Linked DNA regions of Mus musculus: all the other regions are linked to region 3. A link is a contact called in public HiChIP or PLAC-seq and promoter capture Hi-C data. All regions are on one chromosome and are shown on one strand. Each heading gives the region's core, a stretch centred on a gene start, on an enhancer-like site or on the middle of the called end of the contact. The rest is flanking DNA. Distances are from core to core; before and after follow the strand shown.

Region 1 (3,097 bases), core at 451-2,950, 860 kb before region 3:
GTGAGTGCAAGTGCCCATGTCAGATCCCCTAAAGCTGGAATTACAAATAGCTGTGCGCTACAGGATGTGGTTTCTTGAAACTGAACTTGGGGCCTCTGTTACTCATTCATTCATTCATTCATCCATCCATCCATTCATCCACCACTCATTTTGGAATGCTAGAAATCAAACCCAGAGCTCTTCACCTATAATATAAGTGCTTTGCCACTGAGTTAGATCACAGCCCATGGATTTTAAAAAAAATTCCCCAAGCTGGACATGGTTGTCTATGGCTATAGTCCCAGAATTTGGGAGATAGAAACAGGAGGGTCAGGAGTTCAGGGTCATCTTTCCCTACACAGAGAGTTTGGCACTGTTAAGAACCCAGTCTATCAAAGCCAACAAATAAACAATACCTTCTTTTTTGTCAAATTTGCAAGAAAATTGCCTTAATTGTAAAAGAAAAAGTCTCAAGTGAAAAAAAAAAATAATAATAAACATGTTTGGGACTATTCCACTGAAGTCTACTGGCCAAAAGAGCTTTCAACTAAAGCAGAGGCTGGGACTTTCCTCCTCATAGACACAACACACGAAGAAGATGAATAATACAAAAAGTCAGATAGATGTCAAAGTCTATGAGAACAAAATGCAGCTAAACAGCAAATCAGGCAGTTAAAACTAACGCTTTATTAAGAATAAAGTCAATTTCGATTACTATGAGTGCTTTCAGATTCCAAGCTAGAATTCCAGTATATATTTTCAAAGCAGTGTATTTTATAAGTTGTCACAATTCTGATGGCTTTTAAAACCAACTAAATCCACAGGAGCACCTTAGGTATTTGTGAAGGCAAATGGTACCCTGGAGTTGCATTATTAAGACCCAACCAAGTTCAAAAAAAGCAGCTTGTTACATGGGCAGTCATAGAAGAGTATCTACACGCTTTTTCTCTTGGGTTGCAGTTTGTCAAAACTGCAATGGTTTTTACAGTTTTCAGAGATTAAATACTTGGATCACTTACTGAATTCTAAGTTGTCTTTATCAGTATTAGGTTTTTCTCTAGTAATTCAGTGAGCGCGTTAATTATGTAACATACTTCTTGGCTTCCATGTACAACCGTAAACGTCTAGATTTGGAGAATTTAACAATAATTATCTTTTATATGAGTACACTAGTTTGGAAATCCACCCCATCTCATTTCTTACTTTGAGAGGGAGAAAACAAACAACAAAAACAAAATGTGAAAAAGAGGCTCAGTCAATTGGTTTGACACTACTGAAAGAAAAAAACGATAGGAAGTATGTGTACTTGAAACGCTCCTGGTTTCATTTTAAAACCACTGAAAGCCGACCTTGTGCTACTTAACATTTTATTAAAACAGTTTGCTAACTAGATACCAAGCTTTGGGGCAATCAAGGTCTTGTTTTACTATCCCCGAAGTTCACAGCCTAAGAAACACTTGTGCGATCAGCACATATGGGAAACTGAGTTCCCCGCATTAGTATTTAAGTCTGCTAAAACCCCAGGAAGGCCTGCTGCTCAGAGCAACCTGGGAAAGCAGATGTGGACGTGCATTCCCTGAGGGCACCTGCCTGAGCGTCTGCATCAGGACTTTAAACTCTTCCCTACTTCGCTGGCTATCAGCCGGGTAGGACCGGTTCTTTCCAGCTCCAGCTCCTTGCAACCCTGAGCCACACCCGTCCTCCCAGCCCACCGCTAGGTCCGAACCACCGCAACTTCCAAACCCGGAAGTTACACGTGGCGGTGCTTTTGCGCAACTTCCGGCGGGTCTTCCTTGGGAAATCGACTGGGAAGTGCCGAGGATCGCCATCTGTTTCTGCCTGCGCTCCATCCCCTCCGCGCCCCGGAGCTCCAGAACCCGGTCTGATCATGAGCGTGTTGAGCGGCCTGGCCTCCGAGCCGCGCACCCCGCTGTCCAGCAAGGCCAGGATGAAAAGGCTCCCGAGGAAGAGCCAGAACGAGAAGTACCGGCTGAAGTACCTGCGGCTGCGCAGAGCAGCTAAGGCCACGGTGTTTGTGAGTCTGGGTTTGGGTGGGGACTGTCTTCCCCACCTCAACTCTCTCAGAGAAAGAATATCCGTCCAGTGTTAGTTGCCTCGCTTGGGAATATTAGTTCCATATCCTTGCATAAGTTATTCCTCTAGTCCTGTCAACTCCTCTATAAATGAGGACTGAAGAGTGCTCCGCCAGCAAACTTTAGTCATTACCTTCTTGCTACTTTTCGTTTCGAGCCTAAGGAGTGTCTTTTAAGGCGAGCACACTGAAATGAAGCCCAGAGGGATGACGTGCCCTAACTCCAACTTGGATACCCTGATTCCAGTTTATTATTTACTCTACACAGCCTGTTTCCTAAGTACACCCAACCCTAACGCCATGGCTGCCGCTTTCGTAAACAGGCACCTAAATCTTTCAAAATTGTCCTGGTTGTAGCTCCCTTTGACGAGGCTTCTAGGTGTTTCTGCCTTCCCTCCATCCGAAACTGAAAGTGGAACTCAACATCAGGAAACAGGCTACCTCCTCCTGCTGAGGTGTATAGACACTTCCTGCTTTAATTGTAGGGATTTAGGATTTGATGAGTAAACTTCTTTACCAGCCAAGAAGTATTAGGGTCTAATAAATCTGATAACAGTCTAATAAATAGACTATTCTAGCTTAGCCAGTCACCTCAGTGCTTGCTTGGTAATAGGTATACGGTCCATATACCCTCACATCTGAACCTGCAGTTTAACACTTCTTTCTACAAGGTCTTTGTAGACGTATCGGGAAAAGTTTTGACTTTCAATTTGTTGTTGCTAAAACATTTAACGCTTGTATATGTGTCGAGGGAAATATGAGTAAATCAGGAAGTCAACACCTTATACTCACTGTTCTCTCTTGTCACATGATGTCAGAGCCTGCCTAATGCTTACAAGTCGACATTTAAAGATAGTGTTGGTTTCGTTAAGTATACAAAGATCTTATGAAACCAAAGGGTCTCCGTGTACTTAAACCAACTGATGCCTTGAACACCAATTTGAGGCTCCACCTGTGAAACACCCAAATAGGCATTTCCTTCAAAACTGGTTTCAAGACAGACTGAGCCATCAGTAAAGAATGATG
Region 2 (3,332 bases), core at 474-2,973, 690 kb before region 3:
TCTCCAAATGAACATCTGTGGAGCCAAGGCCTCATGAACTATGGCACAATCCCCCCCACCCCCCATTCAGTGTGATTACCCTTACTTAAACAACTATTCTTACTGAGTTTTATGGTTGTTTGCTAATGTGATATTCTCAGTTGTGACTCTTTTTCGTCCCCAGAAAAAGTAGCCTTCACTATGAGAAGTGAACACTAGGTAAACACAATGTAATGTTTTCAATGAAAACTGGGAGAAACTCTGAGCAGACACTAGTAAGAGGGAAGAGCTTAACTAAAGTACAGCTCCTTGTCTGCAAAGGCAGATACGAAGGCCTAGACAACGCATTAGAAACAGTAAACCGATATGCAGGCTGATGGTAAAATTAACCCACATTAAGCCTCCACATTTAAACATGCTGATGCATAAGGATGGCCAGATGCATACTCGGTTTTACTTGTCCGCATCCGGGCACCCTAACTAAAGCAGAAAAAACCTGGGTGACAAGAGAGGGCTTCCTCAGAATTAGAAGCCTCCTGACTCTCAAGGCAACCTGACTCTGAAAAGATCGCCAGTCCAAATTCCAAAAGAACCTTCAAGCAGACTAACGTTCAAGGTGTCCTCTACTGTCCTCTACCTCCACGATAACAATACACGACCTTTCTTTCACTAAGCCTTTCCAGCTCTCCAAAAGCACCTCAAATCTTGCTAGTCCTTGTATCACCTCAACTGACAAGCAAAGCGACTGACACAAAAGGCCAGCCGTCCCAATGCTCTATTCTTGAAACTTCAGCAAAGGAAAAAAATCTTACACTGGGCGCTCATCCGGCCCTCTGCTACCCTTCCTCAATTCCATCCCAGCTGGAAAGCTTCAGTCTGGGAGCCCCTCTATCTGGGAACAAAGCAGTGCGGGCGACAGCACCCGCGACAGTTGCGGGCCCCGCGCACAATGAGAGAAACTACCAACTTCAGAGCGCAGGAACATCCTCAATTGGCAAGAAAGAGGGGCGGCGGCAGACACGCCCAACTTCAAACTCAGGAAACCTACGGGCTGGCGGCCATCTGGAAAGAAGCGCCCCTTCCCAGGGAGAGAAGAAAGAGGCGGAGCAGACACAAGGGATACCCGGGGCCCGGGAGGGGAGCCCCGCGCTCGGCCCGGCCCCCGCCCCCAGGCCCGTTTCCCCGCCTTCTCTGCCTCTGGTTCGCAGCCCCGGGCAGAGCGGCCGGTTACCTTGATGCGCTCCCGGCACTGGGACGGGGTCCGCTCGTAGCCCAGCTCGGCCAGGGCCCGGGACACGCGCTCGTACATGGCCGGCCCAGGGGCCTTGCTGCCGAATACCGTGCCGGCTCCCTCCAGCTGCTGGTACCGCGCCTCCACCAGCCGCTCGTTGCCCCATACAGCGATGAGCGCGTTCGTCTCTGCCGGCGTCCACGACATACCCCGGCAGGCGGCGGCAGCGGCCGCCGCAGCCCCGCCACTGCCGCCGCCGGGCGAGAAGGAGACCGAGGACGAGGCAGCGCCGCGGCCCCCCAGCCCCAGCCCGAGACCCCCGGACGCCGCGGCCCCCGAGCCCGCCGCGCTGCCGGGCCCGAGAGGGGAGGCTCCCCGAGGCGTGGAAGGGTCGGACAGCGATGGGTTCCCGTCGCTCAGGTCGCCGGGAGACGCCGGGGAAAGCACCTCCATCTTCGGAATTTTGAGCGGCGAGTTGGCGGGCAGCTCCGAGCCACAGGGCGCAGCCATCTTCCAAGCCGCCGCCGCTGCACCGCCCGGAAGTGACGCACCCCTGCATCCGGCCACCGGGGTCTCCGGGGCTGCCCTGGGGCCTGGCTCGGGGCTGAGTGGCTCGCCGCGGTCAGAGGGCCCGGAGGATGTGTCTGGCTGGCCCAAGCAGCCCGCAAATCTTCGCCTTTCCCCTCCAGCCAGCTGGTGCCGGCCGCTCCTCTCCCGGGAGGAGAAGCTGGGACCCGGCGCACCCAAGCTCCGAGCAGAGAAGGGTGGGGGCATGAGGGCGCGGGAGTGAAGGACTGGTTGGAGCCTCCCCACTTCCTTTCCAATCTCAACCCTCACAACAGGGGTGAGGCCCGCGAGGGCCTCGAATTAAGGACGAATTGGCTATTTCTGTTTTCCTGTCTCCGCCCCTGAGCCTATCCTCCCTCTAAGCCCGCCTTTAGGTACGGGAACCGAGGTCCAGACTGGAGACTAGGAAACCCTACAAAGGGTATGTGGAGGAAGGCAAAGCGGGAAGGCTGCTTGCAGTGGTTCTGGACAAGACTTTCGAGAACAGATATGAGTTAGAGTTTGCACGCTTTAGCTTTTCAAGAAACTCAGCCTCTATAGCAACTCTGATTGCACTCACGTGTTCTGCTAGGCAAACACCCTGTCACTGAGCCACACCCACAAGCTTCGTTTCGTTTGTTTTCTTGTTCCTCTGAGTAACTGTGTAGCCAATGATAAAGTAAATGTCTTTCTTGCTTTTATACAGTATCTATAATGGGGACATGAAAGAGCTCCAGAGCCCAGCAGAATAGCTACTCCGGTACCTCAGTCCACTGGGATTTGGGACTGGTTTAAAATTTCCCAGTCAAGTTCAAGGAAATGAAACTGTTCCTGTGACCTAGTAGTAAATTAGCACTCATCACTCACTCCTGAATATTTCCGTAAAGTCTTGAACATTGAAGTATCATATAGCTATAAGATATAACCTTGTTTGTGTGGTATTATTTTGGTTTTTGACACAAGGTTTTTCTGTGTTATCCTGGCTGTCCTGGAACTAAGTCTATAGACCAGGCTGGCCTCAAACTCCGCCTGCCGCCTCTGCCTCTGGAATGTTGGGATTAAAGGCCTGAGCTGCCACCACCACCTAGTCAATTTCCATATTCTTTAAAGCTGGAAATCCTGTTTATCTCAGATCATTAACTTTAAAACCTCAGTAGTGGCAGAAAGATGCCTCAACCAGTACAGGTATTTGCTGCCAAGCCCGCCCAATGACTGAAGACAACCTGCTCTCATGACTTGTTCTTTGACCGTCATACATGGGACATGCCACCCATATCCCCACACTTACACACAAAATTAAACTTCATTTTAAAATGTGTTCGTTTAGTTTTATGTGTATAAACGTTTGCCTATGTGTGTATGTGTGAAGGGGCCTGATGTTGGTAACGGTCAGCAAAAGGCATCAGATCCCTTAGAACTGGAATTACAAGACTTGCAAGCCATCTGCAGGTTCTGAGTCCCTTGTAAGAGTAACTAATGAGTAATCTCTCCAGGCCCCACGCAAGATAATTTAAAAAAAAGGGGGGGGGGGTGTTTGTTTGTTTGTTGGTTGGTTTTGGTTTGTTTTGTTTTGTTT
Region 3 (3,360 bases), core at 316-2,815:
GGCGTGCGCCATGCCAGGTTTCGAATTTAATGTTAATCCTCAGCCTTCCCTGTACTGGAGCTAAAGGAGTGAGTACATCCCACCACACCCAGCCGCGAGGACTCCTAACCAAGATCTTTTGAGGTGGAAAGACTCTTTTTTAATATGAGCCACACCTCCTGTTGGCAGCCTATATAAAGAACATGGATGAAGGGAACTCACGCTTTCCTGCTTGCTCTTGCTCTCACTGGCAAGTCCATTCCTCCACTGGCAGTAGAGCCTACTACTTTGGGATTCCAGCGTGTACTGAAGACCAGCTTCGACACCCAGCCTTGTGAAGTGCACAACTGCTGAACTCTTGGACCTTCCATTCACAGGTAACCATTGTTGGTTTAGTTGGACCACAGCCTGTAAGTCATTCTAATAAACCCCATATATATTCATTAAGTTCTGTTCCTCTGGACTAAACTAACTGGGTGGTGGTGCATGCCTTTAATCCCAACACTTGGGAGGCAGAGGCAGAGGCAGGCCACCCTGATTTACAGAGTGAGTTCCAGGACAGCCGGAGCTATAGAGTGAAGCCCTGTCTCCAGCCTCCCTCCATCCCCCTCCAAAAAATAAAAGAAAACCCATCTCCAATCTTCTTCATTCCCTTCTCAGGGTTTATATGTCAGTCACTACTAACTCACTAGCTAACTTGTATGCTTTTCTTATACTTGACTCTTTCTGGGTTTTGTTTCTTAAATTCAAAGGAGAAACCTGAAAAGGGTAAAAGTGGCTTTTCCTACAGTTTCATGACAAGAAATTATGGAGCCAGGCTAGAAATGAGCCAGTTGAAAACAGCAATCTCTACTTGTTTTTTATCACAGCCATTCCATCATTACAATCCGCACTAAATGCTACCTAAGTGGTTGATGCCTTATATTCTGAATCACTCAAACTTCTGATCTCTTGCCTCCAAATTCCAAGTGCTGAGATTGTACTATCATGCCCTGTGTAATATAATTCTTGGACTTGAAGCCAGGGCTTTTTGCATGTGCATGATAACTGATTACTCTATTGAGTTTTTGTTTTTTGCTTTTGTTTTTTTCTGAATCAAGATGTTGTTACACAGCTCTGCCAAGGCTGGTACTTACTAGGTAGCCAAGGCTGGACTCGAATTTGGACCATTTCTTCTCTTCAGCTTTCCAAGGGCTGGGATTTCAGGTGTGCATCACCATACCTGGTTTATTAGTCTTTATAGAAAGCCTCCAAATTATCAAGGTGTCTCCTATTTTATTGTTTTCATCATTTGTTCTTAAAGGATATCAGAAAGACCAGCACTGATGTGTAGATAGATTAAGGAGGTTAACGATCGCTCAACAGTGAGAAGGGGTTTGACTAGGAGGCAACAAAGGTCTAGAATCCTGGACCTGGATACCCAGAATGAGTCTGGACTCTGAGGTCCAGCCAACTACAATTCCCAGGCTCCCAGACCACGCCCCCCGGTATGGCCCCGCCCTACCTCGCTAGCCCCGCCCCTGCCCAGCGACCGGCAGGCTGCCCGCCCGACTTCCCAGCTGCCCCGTGCGGCCCGGGCATGCCCAGTGTGGGCGCAGCCCCGGCTCTCCGAGCGCCCGGGCGGAGCGGGCAGCCGGGCGCGGAGCAGGCGAACCGAGCCTCGGTGGGCGAGCGCCCTGGCTGGAGCCGCGGCGGTAGGGTGGCGGGGTAGGTGCAGGCCGCGGCGGGCAGTGGGCTCGAGCCGCTTGCAAATCGCAGCCTGGGCGGCAGGGCCCATCGAGGGCTGGCAGGCCGGAGCTAGTTCCTAAGGTTCTGGAAGGGGCTGCGGCAAGGACCCCGGCCCCCGAAGGGCCCGGGACGCGAAAGGCGGCAGGGGCAGGCCTGGCGGCGGCGCGCGGGACTCAGGCTTTCCCCAGGTGCGGCGGGGCTATCTTTAGCTCCGGTGACCCTCAGTGAGCGAGGTCCGCACCTTGTGCGCGGCAGTGGCTGGGGAGGAAGACGGGTTCTCACCCCAATTGCCCCGACGCTGCGGGAGAGAAGGGGCCGAGTACCCCAGGTTGCCCAGGAGGCAGCCTGTGGCCGGGTGATGCGTGAGGGTGTTTACCTTTTCCCTACCTGGAGTGGGAAACACTGGCTTCCTCCCTTCCGGGACTTGAATCTGGTGGCTTCGGAATGAAAGTGCAGGAGTATGTCTCAGTAGGTGCTTAATCGGTTCTAAAGACTGTCAAATTTATTGGCCAGCAGTGTTTCAAGGTTTAAGGAAGGTGATGCTTGGGTTAAACAAAAATCCTCGTTGCAAAGCTTAAGCCAAAAAGTCCAGTCTCGGTTAGAACACTGAAGTTCCAAAGTTGGTTGTAATTAGCTTTCACTCACTGTTGACAAACCGTTTATATGTAAAATATTGTGAACCAGATGATGCATCTTGGTTTTCTCTGTTGTTAGAGCCCTTTGTGTCAGTCAGTGTGTGGTCTCAAATCGTGGAAGGTTATTTTTCTGCTTGTCTCAGCAATTTGTTAAACAGGGCAATTCATACCAAATGTTCTCTCCCATAGAAAAGTTGTTAGGCCCACGGTATAATAATGGCCTTTCCTTTAAAGGCTCTATTTGGTCACTGGTACTTTGTTAGTTGGTACATGAAGAAGCCGGGTATTAATCTGCCAAGGAGTCAAATAACACAGTGGTTCTGGGATATGACAGATTTTGAAGCTCCCTGTCTGGGCTCTTGGAGAAAACTAGAGTAATGGATTTTCTCACCTCAAGTCGGGTGTGTTCTTTAACAGGATTACATTTATCCAGAATTTTTTCAGCTTTGTTTATTCTGTCGTACTCTATCCCGTGAAGAATTTTAATATGCTACCCTTTATTTGTAGATGAGCAAGTTGTTGCTTAAGATGGTGGTACATTTGTGATATACCTTAGTGTCTTGGACATTTACTAGTTTCCTGGTCATGGACTGCTTTTTACCACAACTCCTAGAGCACTGGCTTTCTCTGTACACATGATTGAAGCTCTTGAGGTTTTCTTTTTCTGCTTTTTTAGGAGGGGGGAGTGGGAGTAGTAACAGATGTTTCCTAACCTTAGGAACTTCTCTAGGTGAGCACATTTGGGTAGGATTTGACGTAAGGAGCAGATGCAGGCAGCCTTCTGACTGTACTCCCTGTTTGTCCAGTTCTGAATGGCATCAGTCCAGTTGGGTCAGTGTGGTGCTGAAGTGGCCAGAGGTCAAGGAAAGTATCCTTTATGTTTTGAAGTTTGAGTTGTATACAAGCTGACTATTATATTTTATTATCTCTTAAATTGAAGATTCTAAGCTTGATTTGGTGGGGCATGATAACTTTGGAATCCTAAAATCTCATATTTTTGCAAGCAGACTTTCCATTC

Evidence for each region. Promoter capture Hi-C pulls out the DNA fragments that hold promoters and counts their contacts. HiChIP or PLAC-seq counts read pairs in DNA pulled down with a chosen protein or histone mark.
Region 1: an H3K27ac HiChIP or PLAC-seq map of double positive thymocytes shows a contact between it and region 3, with 6 times the contacts expected there. The contact joins the promoter of Tbrg1 here to the promoter of Ei24 in region 3. A contact is called at or near these places in 6 of 39 promoter capture datasets (the HPC-7 cell line, cranial neural crest, frontonasal cranial neural crest and 3 more), 3 of 115 datasets of contacts at active chromatin or transcription factors (astrocytes, double positive thymocytes and large pre-B cells) and 1 of 9 other capture datasets (liver).
Region 2: a promoter capture Hi-C map of liver shows a contact between it and region 3, with 2.8 times the contacts expected there. The contact joins the promoter of Msantd2 here to the promoter of Ei24 in region 3. A contact is called at or near these places in 10 of 39 promoter capture datasets (the 3T3-L1 cell line, the C10 cell line, the SN4741 cell line and 6 more) and 1 of 9 other capture datasets (adipose tissue).

The regions. Positions count from the first base shown.
Region 1 is chr9:37,655,915-37,659,011 of GRCm38.p6, reverse strand. Tbrg1 (transforming growth factor beta regulated gene 1) reads left to right here and starts at 1,700. Exons shown (of 9, transcript NM_025289.3): 1 at 1,700-2,014. The coding sequence starts at 1,868.
Region 2 is chr9:37,487,712-37,491,043 of GRCm38.p6, reverse strand. Msantd2 (Myb/SANT-like DNA-binding domain containing 2) reads right to left here and starts at 1,723. Exons shown (of 4, transcript NM_146222.2): 1 at 1,211-1,723. The coding sequence starts at 1,720.
Region 3 is chr9:36,795,539-36,798,898 of GRCm38.p6, reverse strand. Ei24 (etoposide induced 2.4 mRNA) reads left to right here and starts at 1,565. Exons shown (of 11, transcript NM_001199494.2): 1 at 1,565-1,686.